Linked DNA regions of Mus musculus: region 1 is linked to region 2. A link is a contact called in public promoter capture Hi-C data. All regions are on one chromosome and are shown on one strand. The core of a region is the stretch at or near the end of the contact, and the rest is flanking DNA. Distances in the headings are between cores, read along the strand shown.

Region 1 (5,299 bases), core at 767-3,266, 1.1 Mb after region 2:
AGTAAGAGTACTTCCTCAAGGCCTCACTACAGATTCCTGCAAGTTCTTCTCTGATTTCCACATGGGCATTCTCTCTCTCTCTCTCTCTCTCACACACACACACACACACACCCATACACTAAATAAATTCATACATAAATAATACTAGGTGCAATTGAACAAATTGGTGGATCTTGGGGCTTCCGGAATGTCATGGAGTCAAGAACTTTACATGGGATTACATCCGTAGCACTCATTAGCTCAGTTCAGAGGTAATCTCAACGTCTTGCCCCTAAGCAGCTTTGAGCTCACGCTTCTTTCCCTCCCTCCCTCCTTCTTTCCTTTATGGTGGCTTTGAGATAACATCTCTCTATGAGTCCTGGCCCGCCTAGAACTCGAGACAGAGCAGACTGATTTTGAATTTAGCTCCTCAGTTTATGTAATGTTGGGGATTGACTCCTGGGCTCCCTGCTTCTAACATCCCCAGCTTCCATTTTGGAGCACCTTGGAAAGAAAGAGACACTAGGATCCCCTCAGGCTGTGTGTGCCACCCCCCCCCCCCCCATGCACACAGTGGGGAAAAAAATCATAAATCAGTTGTCTCCCTGTGACAAAATTTCAATACTAAACACAAAAGTTACAATGTAAAATAAAGATCTTAATAGTTTTTGGTAAGAATACAGGAATGTAAAATTTGAAATGTAAATAAAGAAAATAATAATAATAAAAGAGGGGAAAAAGAATACAGGGATTTTTTTTTTTTGGCCTTCCTTATATATACTAAACTAGAATGAGTACTTTTGGACTACATATAGGTTACATACTGAGGTGGCTAAAAAAAAAAAAAAAAAAGCTATCCCCAACTCCCCATCAAGCTAGGGCACGTCTTTGATTCCAACACTCAGCAAGGAGGCAGATGAAAGTGGATCTTTGTCCTTTGTCGGTTGAGTAGAGAGTTCCAGGTCAGGCAAGACTGCATAAAGAGATGTCTTTCTTTCTTTCTTTCTTTCTTCTTCTTCTTCTTCTTCTTCTTCTTCTTCTTCTTCTTCTTCTTCTTCTTCTTCTTCTTCTTCTTCTTCTTCTTCTTCCTCCTCCTCCTCCTCCTCCTCCTCCTCCTCTTCTTCCCCTTCCCCTTCCTCTTCCCCTTCCTCTTCCTCTTCCTCTTCCTCTCCTCCCCCTCCCCTCTCCGTTCCTCGCTCCTCCAGACAGGGTCTTAACTGTGTAGCCCTGGCTGAATAGGAATTCACTATGTAGACCAGGCTGGCCTCAAACTCAGAGATTAGCCTGCTTCTGCCTCTTGTGTGCTGGGATAAAAGGCGTGCACCATTATACCGAATGCGGTGTATGTAGCCGTGTGTGTAGAGGTCTGCAGAGGTCCTCAAGCTGGCATTAGACGCCCAGTGCTGAGAACTGAGCTTAGGCCTTCTGCAGAAGCAGCCAGCGATTGTAACAATGAAACCATGTCCCCAACCCCTATTCCCACAGAAGTTCTTTTTATAAGTCTTTAGGAGTCAAGGCAAGATGAAGCAAGTTCGACTGTGATCTTTTTTCTTGTGTTTTGAGACAGGTCTCATGTAGCCCAGGCTGGCTCTCACTGAGGAGAGAATGACCTTGAACTTCAGATCCTCCGGTTTCCACCTCCTGAGTGCTGGGATTACAAGAAGCACCGAAAAAGAAATCAAAGAGTTGTTGGCAGGCATAATCCAGAATCTGGGGTAGATGAAGGATGTGGCCTGTAGGCAGGTCCATCAGGGAAAATGGGGGAAAAGACATGACAGATGCATGCTCTCCCGAGTGAGAGGGACTGGAAGAAGTAAGGGCAACGTCCCGGAGTCCTCTTGCTTGAGAGTTTGTGGAAGGTAGGCGTCATATGCAGCAGGTGCCGCATCTTCCCAAGGAGAGCAGAGCAGGCGACGGCAGCCTGCGCTCTCCAAGATCCGCGGTAGAGGGCGCTGTAGCCACGCCCGTCCTGCGTCTCCGGGGCGGGACGAGCTCCAGGCCGGGGGGCGGGGCCGCACGCTCACGTGACCCTCGCTCATGGCGGCGGCGGCGGCGGCGGCAGCGGCAGCGCCGGCGGCTCTCGGCGGCTGGAGCCGGATCCTGTAGCCGGGGTGTGGGCCCGCGTCAGTCCGTCCCTCCTTCGGCCCCCTCTCGTCTTCCGGAGTGTGGCTGGCGCAGCCGCGATGGCGGAGCGAGGCCTGGAGCCGTCGCCGGCCGCGGTGGCCGCGCTGCCCCCCGAGGTGCGGGCGCAGCTGGCTGAGCTGGAGCTGGAGCTGTCTGAGGGTAGGCGAGCGCGCGGCGGGCCGGGCGAGCGGGCGAGCGGGCGGCGGCCTGTGGGCGGCTGGGCTGGCGGGGCTCGCCGCTCCCCACCCGCGAAGCGCGGCTGGGCTTTCATTGTTGTCCCTGGGGGGCCCCGCAGGACCCGGGGACGGGTCAGCTGGAGACAAAGCTGCGCCCTCCGGCTGACACCTTGCCCCTCTGCTGCCTTGCTCCCGAAGGGCCGCTCGCCTGTCCCCTCGCTCCGGCTTCAGAACGAGGCGCAGGGGGACGCCGCAGCTGCACGTCTTCCTGCTTCTCTAACAATGCGAGGTGCCTCACCAGTGACAGGCGTGAGAAAGGAGCGGGGGAGCCATTGAGGGTCCGAGGGAGGTCGGAAGCGGTGGCGCTAACCCAGAGACCCCCCGATCCGCTGCCTCTAGACCGCCTCTGTCCTTGGGAGCAGCAGGCTTTTCTTGCCACCTGCATTCAGTCTAGGTTTTCCTATCTGGTCACCTTTTGGAGTCTTTGTAGAGGTGGCTACCGGGTACATGCAAATCCTGGCCGGCACCCTCTTTCTTTTGACAATGGATTGGTACAGGGAGGGTTGGGTTTGTGTAGATAATTTCAAACATGGACTAAATCTGGGCTCTGTTACAAGAGAAGTGCCTTGGATAACAATGAGGACCTCAATGCCGGCTGTGGGCATGTGGTCAGGCGAATGTGCTGTGGAGATCAGCTTCTCTGTAAAGTTCCTGTTTTTATCGCAGGCGGCCTCTGAACAAAAGCAGCATTTTCTCCGCGCTTGGTTTCCGTACACTTCGCTGATGTCTCCAGAGTTGCATATTGTTGAATTCCTTGCCAAAGACCCTCCCCAGTATTTTTCAAGTTCACTAAAAACTGTTGATTGGAAAAGAGTAAGGAATGTGATCAAGTTCCCAGGAGCGTTCTAGTTCCGACTTTTTGTTAACTTGTCACGACACTGGGCTTTTTCAAACCTTTTTGAGAATCACTTATAGTGAAAAGCCAGAAGTGCGTTTGAGTGTCACAGATCTTACTCGATTGAAGGAAATAATTAATTTTAATAACCCTTTAAGGCTTTCCCAATGTGTAGGGTGGTGATCTTTTCACCTGCATGCAATTATCAACATATTACTTTTCAATTAATCAGTGGGGAAGCGTTTAGGAAGATAGGAAACCTTTGGGTTGCTTGCCCGGTGATACCTTTGGTTACAATATTTACCAGATTTAAAAAAAAAAAAACATTTGAAGTAGTTTATTAAAATATATTTCCCTTAAGGTTTTGTTTTTTTCTTGTCATCTTCTTGTGAAAGTGTTGCCACCGAGTGTGACGAATTCCATTCAGATCTTTTAAAACAGTTCTGTATTTACTTTCAGTAACAAATCAGCTATAGCTTTCATTAGCCAGAATGGGAGGTTTCCCTGGATGTTTGCATGAGGGGGAGATTAAAAATAGGACCTGATTGCTTTCACCGGGAAAGGGAAATCCTGGGTGCTCCCCTTGGTATGGATCTGCTCCACACGATTATTGTTTACAGCTCTTGGTGTTTCTAGACATCTTTGGAAGGCTCTTTCTAGGTTCCACTACTGACTAGCTCACCCTACTCCCTGAAAAGGTGTGAAAGTCTTAGAAACTGGGAATGCCAGGGTTTAAATGTTTTGTTTTTTTTTAAGGACCAGTGAATTGGTTATTCTTCCACGCAGGATACTTTGATTGGCACACGACTTAGTTTAAATTTCTCTCTTAAGGATTTGTACTGCATTGTCCTGCATCTTATGTCTTTGCACTCTAGAAGAAAATAGCAGTTGAGGAACCTTGAGCCTGCAGTGTCAGCGTATTGGCCATCTGTCTGTCCTGCTTCAAGTACACAGATGGTTGGTTAGAGATGTAGGAAGATGCTATCCAGAGTTCAAGTTATAAAAATAAATCAGGGATCCCCAGATCTGTGGTAGTGTTTGTGACATCTGCAGCATATTTTGAACTAATCTCGTTCCCTTTTTTTTTTAATGTTTTCTTCATAATTACTGTTCTGACAGAAAAACTTTGCCTCGCCCCCTCCCCCACTCAAGCCTTTGTCCCGACTTGCTGACGTTGGTGAGTTCCTTCTTTCCGTTGCTGGTTTTTGTAGGTTCAGGCTCTACTCGGTTCTAAAGATAGGGAGAGTCTGAGCAAAGGACTGTTAGAGCATTTTCTTTGTGCGTGTGTTCTGCTGCAGGCTTTGGTCACAGATCAGCCGCTCTGCTGAGATGCAGGTCCCTGCCTCCTCTGGGTTGTTTGCCGCAGAGCACGGTGCAGAGCCCTGTGTGGTGGGTCTGCTGGTACAGGCTGCTCACCGTGGACCTCTTCTGCCCTGACAGCCTGGAACTGTCTGGGGAACCATTTAGAAAATGAACTTACACGTTAATTTCTTGATAGATGAGTTGGATAGGGTTCTTATCTTAGTCTCTGTTTATTTTCTCAGGAGCTTCACGTGCCATCTGCCACCCCACAGTGTAGTGGGGCTCATTGAGAATTGTTTCCTTTAATCTGTCCTTTAATCACCTGTGTGGTGCTTTCATGACGTCATCCGAGTGTCACTAAGCTACTTGCTGATGTTAAAGCAGATGCACTCAGTGCCCCTGGCCCTCTAGTTTAGCAGAGGGAGGACTTGGACTCAGAAAGGTTAAGTGTTCCTTCATTTACAACTGCATCTCTGGTGAGAGCCATTATCTCAAGCTGTGATGTGATTATGGGATCTGATGGCTTAAATAGCCGAGTTGTGATTGCACAATAGTTTTTTCTTCCTCTAAGGAAGTGCTCCATTCAGTGTTTATGCCACAGTTCTGCACCGTCCTGATGGTTCCCAAAGCTGTGGTCCCTGCGTGCTGATTGGCTCCTGTATGTTGCGTCTTTCTGTGCGGAGGATACAGAGGTGAGCAGGAGCCAGCTTTCAAGGAGCTCTGAGCCTGCCAGAGGACATCTCTTAAAAATGTCAACAAAACGTCACAGGAGACCATGACAGAGCCATGTTCAGGGGCTGCCTTCTAAGAAAAGAGGAAGCAG
Region 2 (4,854 bases), core at 828-3,327:
TACGTCATGTGTAACCTTGGACGTGGCGCTGTGTGTCTGCTGATCACCAAGGGGCTTTGTGTGTGCTGTTGACCATAGGGGTGTGTGCATGCTCTTATTGCTGTTAATGTTATGAGTGGGCTCTCACTTCTTCTCTTGTATTAAGTTATACCAGTGACACTAGCATTTCTCTATCTTTGAAATCCTCTTTATACAAGGCTTATGGGTTTCATTACTGAAATTTCACAAGCGTCTTAAGTTTTATTGGGGTCGTAAATAAACACGCTGTAAGATGCAAAACTATTTACGTTTTTGATTTGTACTTTTTTTTTGGTTTTTGGTTTGTTGTTTTTTTGAGGTTTTTGAGACAGGGTTTCTCTGTGTAGCCCTGGCTGTCCTGGAACTCACTCTATAGATCAGGCTGGCCTCGAACTCAGAAATCTGCCTGCCCCTGGCGTGTGCCACCACGCCCGGCTGATTTGTACTTTAAATGGCCTCTCTGATCTGGGTGATTGGTCTCTCACATCAAAAATTTGACTTCTCAAAAAAAAAAAAAAAATTGAATGTCTCAGGGAAGAGAGATGTATTATTTTTTAAATCCGGTAAAATATATTTCTTAAAATTAATAGATGAACCATACTATTAATGCTTAGAAAGATACATTTGCACAATGTAAAGCTTCAAATCCATGAAGCCTGTCTGTCAAGCTATTATACCAAATTTCCAAGGCTTTATTCGTTTAATTTGGCGTTGATGTAGGCCATTAGTAATGAACAACAAAAGTTCTCAGAGAGGGACATTTAATTATCTTAAAGATAAAGTTAGAGATCAGGTGAAGTGGGAGGGCTGGGGCCCACATGTCCCTGTGGCCTGAGTTATTGTCCATTTATTCTCTCATTTAATCCTCACACCACTCTCTGGAGCCTGTCTCTTTCTAGCCTCTCCTCTTGGTAGATAAGGAAATTAGTCCAACAACACAAAGAAACACAGCCGATACCTCCCCTCCCCCGCCCAGGCTGGTCCAGTTCCGAGAGCCACAATGTGAGAACCTTTTTGGTAGAAGTAAGAAATATTAAATATTGAAAACCATCGAATTCACGATGAGAGGTTAAGCCGACATCTGTCTGTCTCTATGGACACAGACCAGTGGCTTTAGCCTAGTGTGTTCCTGCCACAACCTTTACAGCAAGGGGGTAATCTTTTATTTTCTTTTTCTTTTTTTTAAATGTTTATTAGATTTATTTATTCTGATCTTTTATTTTCTGACAACGTCTCTGCCCCCGCCCAGTTCTTCTTTCTCTTACATACCCATTATGTTAATAAACTATCTTATAAAATGTCACTACTCTGTCACTTTAAGCCAGGCCCCGGTCCAGAGAGCCAATGTTACCAACATTTCTCCTTCGGTCTTCACGGATGTATGTGTATAAGTGTGTCATTTGTTTTGTGTGACTTTTAGAAACAGGAACCGCGCCATGCTGTATTTTCTGTTTGACTTGTCTGTCCTTTTCCTCTCTGTGCCCTGTGGAGCTCCTTTTAAACGTTTCTGCCTCTTCCTCCCAGCTGATGCGGCTAGCATCAGAACCTTTCCCTTGTTTTCACTCAGCTCTTGAAATGACTTCATGGCACAAGCCAACATCTAACTGGGTTTGTATTCACGGGGCGGGTTGAAACAGGCACACGCGTTATGGCTGACTGGAGTGTTACTAACAACACAGAGGAACTAGAGAAGCAGGCGGCCCATAGCAGCACGGTAAGCGCAGAGACCCAGCGCAGGCGCGCTGTGTTCTCACCGTTTATCGTTAGCCCCCTGCCTCCGGGTGGTTAACCCCCACTCTCCAGTCCTTTATTCCTTACACCTGAGGTATTAGTGGCCGACTCACAAAGGCGATGTTGTAAACACGAAGTGAGGTAGCCCAGGGAACGAATCGCAAACCTGGTGTACTGAGCGCTTTCACTTCTGGGATGGTCTTTCAGAGGAAGCACGTCACTGTGGCTCGAGGGAGGGTGGTTAAGGAATGGAGCTATGGGTGTGGTTGGTAGCCTGGAAAGTCCCGGAGGATGGACACGGGGATGCACAGCTGTGACCCAAACCCTTGGGAGACTGAAGAAGCCAGTCTGTCCCACACCGGGAGACTCTGTCCAAAACAAAACAGAAACAACAGTAACAAAACTGGAGAATGCCAGCCGGGAAGACTGTTGATTAGCGGTGTTTCTTGTGTGAGTGAGCTTTGTCACATATAAAATAGGGTGATAGCCAGGGCTATACAGAAAAACCAAAAAAAAAAAAAAAAAGGGTGATAGTGACATCTGGTCTTTTCCAAGTGCAGCCCCCTTTAACCCTCACAGCCGCACCTGTGACGCGGCCTGAGTTTCTTTCTTTCTTTTTTTAATTTATATATTTTATTTATATGAGTACACTGTAGCTGTCTTCAGAAACACCAGGTCCCTTTACAGATGGTTGTGAGCCACCATGTGGTTGCTGGGATTTGAAATCAGGTCCTCTGGAAGAGCAGTCAGTGCTCTCAACCGCTGAGCCATCTCTCCAGCCCCGCAGCCTGAGTTTCTAAATGAGATAATCTATGACTGGAAAGCACTTAGGGTATTTTTGGAGTAAATGATGTTGCGTTATTGTACTGTGCCGATGGTGTGGCCTAAACTTGGCATGAGCTCACATTCGCTGTCTCTTTAATGCTTTTCTTAGTTGCTTTATTTCTTTTGAGACCTTCAAGGATGGGGGTGGGGGTGGGGGTGGGAGCTGTCTTTGAACTCCTGAACCTCCTGCTTCTGCCTCCTGAGTGCTGGGATTACCATCGTGTGCCAGAGCATCTAGCTAATACTCATGAACTCCATGGATATCTGCTGCATGTCTAAAGCCTCGACGTATGTGTGGAAAATATGAAGTGCAAAACAGATCTTGTCCCCAAAAGCGCTTATGATTTTTAAATCGAGGTTCTTTAAAATATGAGGTAACATATTTTGGGAACTTCGAACCCCGAGATTAAAAGCTTTGCTAATGCCCACTGTAGGGGTAGCTGCCATCAACCAACACAAGGCAGAATTATGAATATTCACAATTTGTGAATATTAATATTTTTTTCAAATATTATGAAAAATTTTATCAACTTTTTTTTTTAAACTTACAAACGTAAAGATAAGCCGGTGACATCTGCTTATTTGTTCTAGCTGAGCCTCGAATGTGAAAGGGAGCCTTTGAAGGGTCTCCAGGAGGGCTAACCAGGCTGGTCTCAGGGCTGTCTGAGGGCTGGGGCAGCTGCGGGCAGCCAGTCTCCTGCTGTGTAGCTCTCACAGAAGCACACAAATATTCCATTGTTCTAAACACAATACAAGCGGATACTTAGCGGGCAGATGAAATTTAGTAGGAACCAAAACACACACGAGCAATGAGCAGTACTAGACATGAAACAAGCCTGATTTGGGGGCAGTTTCCAACAAATAAGCCTGTGTTGTTTCTAAAATGTCCGCCTATCCCTCCTGGCTCAGAGAGCTTTCTCTAACCCACAGAACCTGATTTTAGGGTGTGTGTGTGTGAACTCATCCCAACCAGTCCCAAACTGAAATTCCAATTCCACAAGAAGACAACTTCAGCTGTCAAGAGCTGAAGCCACATGTGACTTCTGGTCTGAAAATCAGTCAGACAGCAGATGGGCCAAGTGTTTGTGGAATGTGACAAGGCTCGAGGCCTGAGCCAAGCCCCTTCGCCTTAATTCCAGGCTTAGCTCAGAGAAGAGCAGTTTGGAATGCTTTTCTTTTAAAGGGACAACGTTAAAATATCCTTTTGGTTTTGTGTGTTATTTATGGACTTGAGGCATTAGGGATTGAATTCGGGGAGGCACACACACATTTTTTTCTTCTTGTTTTGTTGACAGGGTTTTTACCTTGTAGCCAGGGTGCCCTGGAACATGACAGCCTCCTCCTTTGGCCACCAGAGTGCTAGGGACAGGTATGTCTCACCATGCCCAAGTCAGATTACTTTTCTAAGAAAACCAACTAGTAAGTAGCGTGAAAAGGGAGTGTTGCTAAGAAAGCCCCTTTTCACGGTGACGAGATTTCTCCTCCTCCTTCCCTTCTCCTTCTCTCCAACCTCAGCCTGCAAGAGCGTTTCTTGGCGTAGCCCTGGCATTCTTGATTCCTGGCCTTTGCCTCCTGACACTGAAGAAATTTCTTAGCAGACAAATGTCTCTGATGGTGTGTGAGAGGTTAAGTCTCTGCTACCTGCGGACTGAGCCAATTCAAGCCAGATTATATTATACTAAAGGCAAGTTTATGAGGGCGAGCTCACTGAGGCCAAGGGAGTTAACATGGGGAGAGAAGGAGGGAGAAAGGGAGAGGGGGAAAGGGGAGGGGGAGAGAGAGAGAAAGAGAGCCCAAAATCTCTGAATTATATAGGAAAGAGCCTCTGGGGGAAGGGCAGCCCAAGCCCTGGGCTGAAGGGTTCAGGGTTGGGGGCAGGGTATGCCAGGTAGGGACTGAGGGATGCTGGCAGAGTCTGGAGGCCAGCTTGCTTTGATGTGTAAAATTTGCAGCTCAGTGCCTTGTCCCTGGGTCTGAAACTGAACAGTGTGTAGTTGGTCGGACACTAGCAACACCACTACTATAAGGCGCTTAGTTAGGTTCATGAAGTCAGGCCATTGCCCCTTATATTGCAAAGAGCTGGTCAAGGAGATCAGGGGAAAGAGATTTAATGATAGCTTGGCTAAGACAGAGTTCTCTCCTCACCCGCCATTACAGGTTAGCAGAAAAGATGCCTCGAAAGCCAAGAAAAGCGAGCGTGTACTATAACCTTGAGAACGTTAACCAGCGTCTTCCTGAGGTGCAGGTTTGGGCCTTGATTATCCCATTTGTCTTTAAGGA

Evidence for each region. Promoter capture Hi-C pulls out the DNA fragments that hold promoters and counts their contacts.
Region 1: a contact with region 2 is called in a promoter capture Hi-C map of liver, with 5 times the contacts expected there. The contact joins the promoter of Dip2b here to the promoter of 4930578M01Rik in region 2.

Annotation. Positions count from the first base shown.
Region 1 is chr15:100,036,648-100,041,946 of GRCm38.p6, forward strand. It overlaps Dip2b (disco interacting protein 2 homolog B), which reads left to right and starts at 2,017. Exons shown (of 38, transcript NM_001159361.2): 1 at 2,017-2,262. The coding sequence starts at 2,163.
Region 2 is chr15:98,983,888-98,988,741 of GRCm38.p6, forward strand. 4930578M01Rik (RIKEN cDNA 4930578M01 gene) reads left to right here and starts at 2,078. Exons shown (of 4, transcript NR_045991.1): 1 at 2,078-2,199; 2 at 3,870-3,943; 3 at 4,090-4,258; 4 at 4,853-4,854.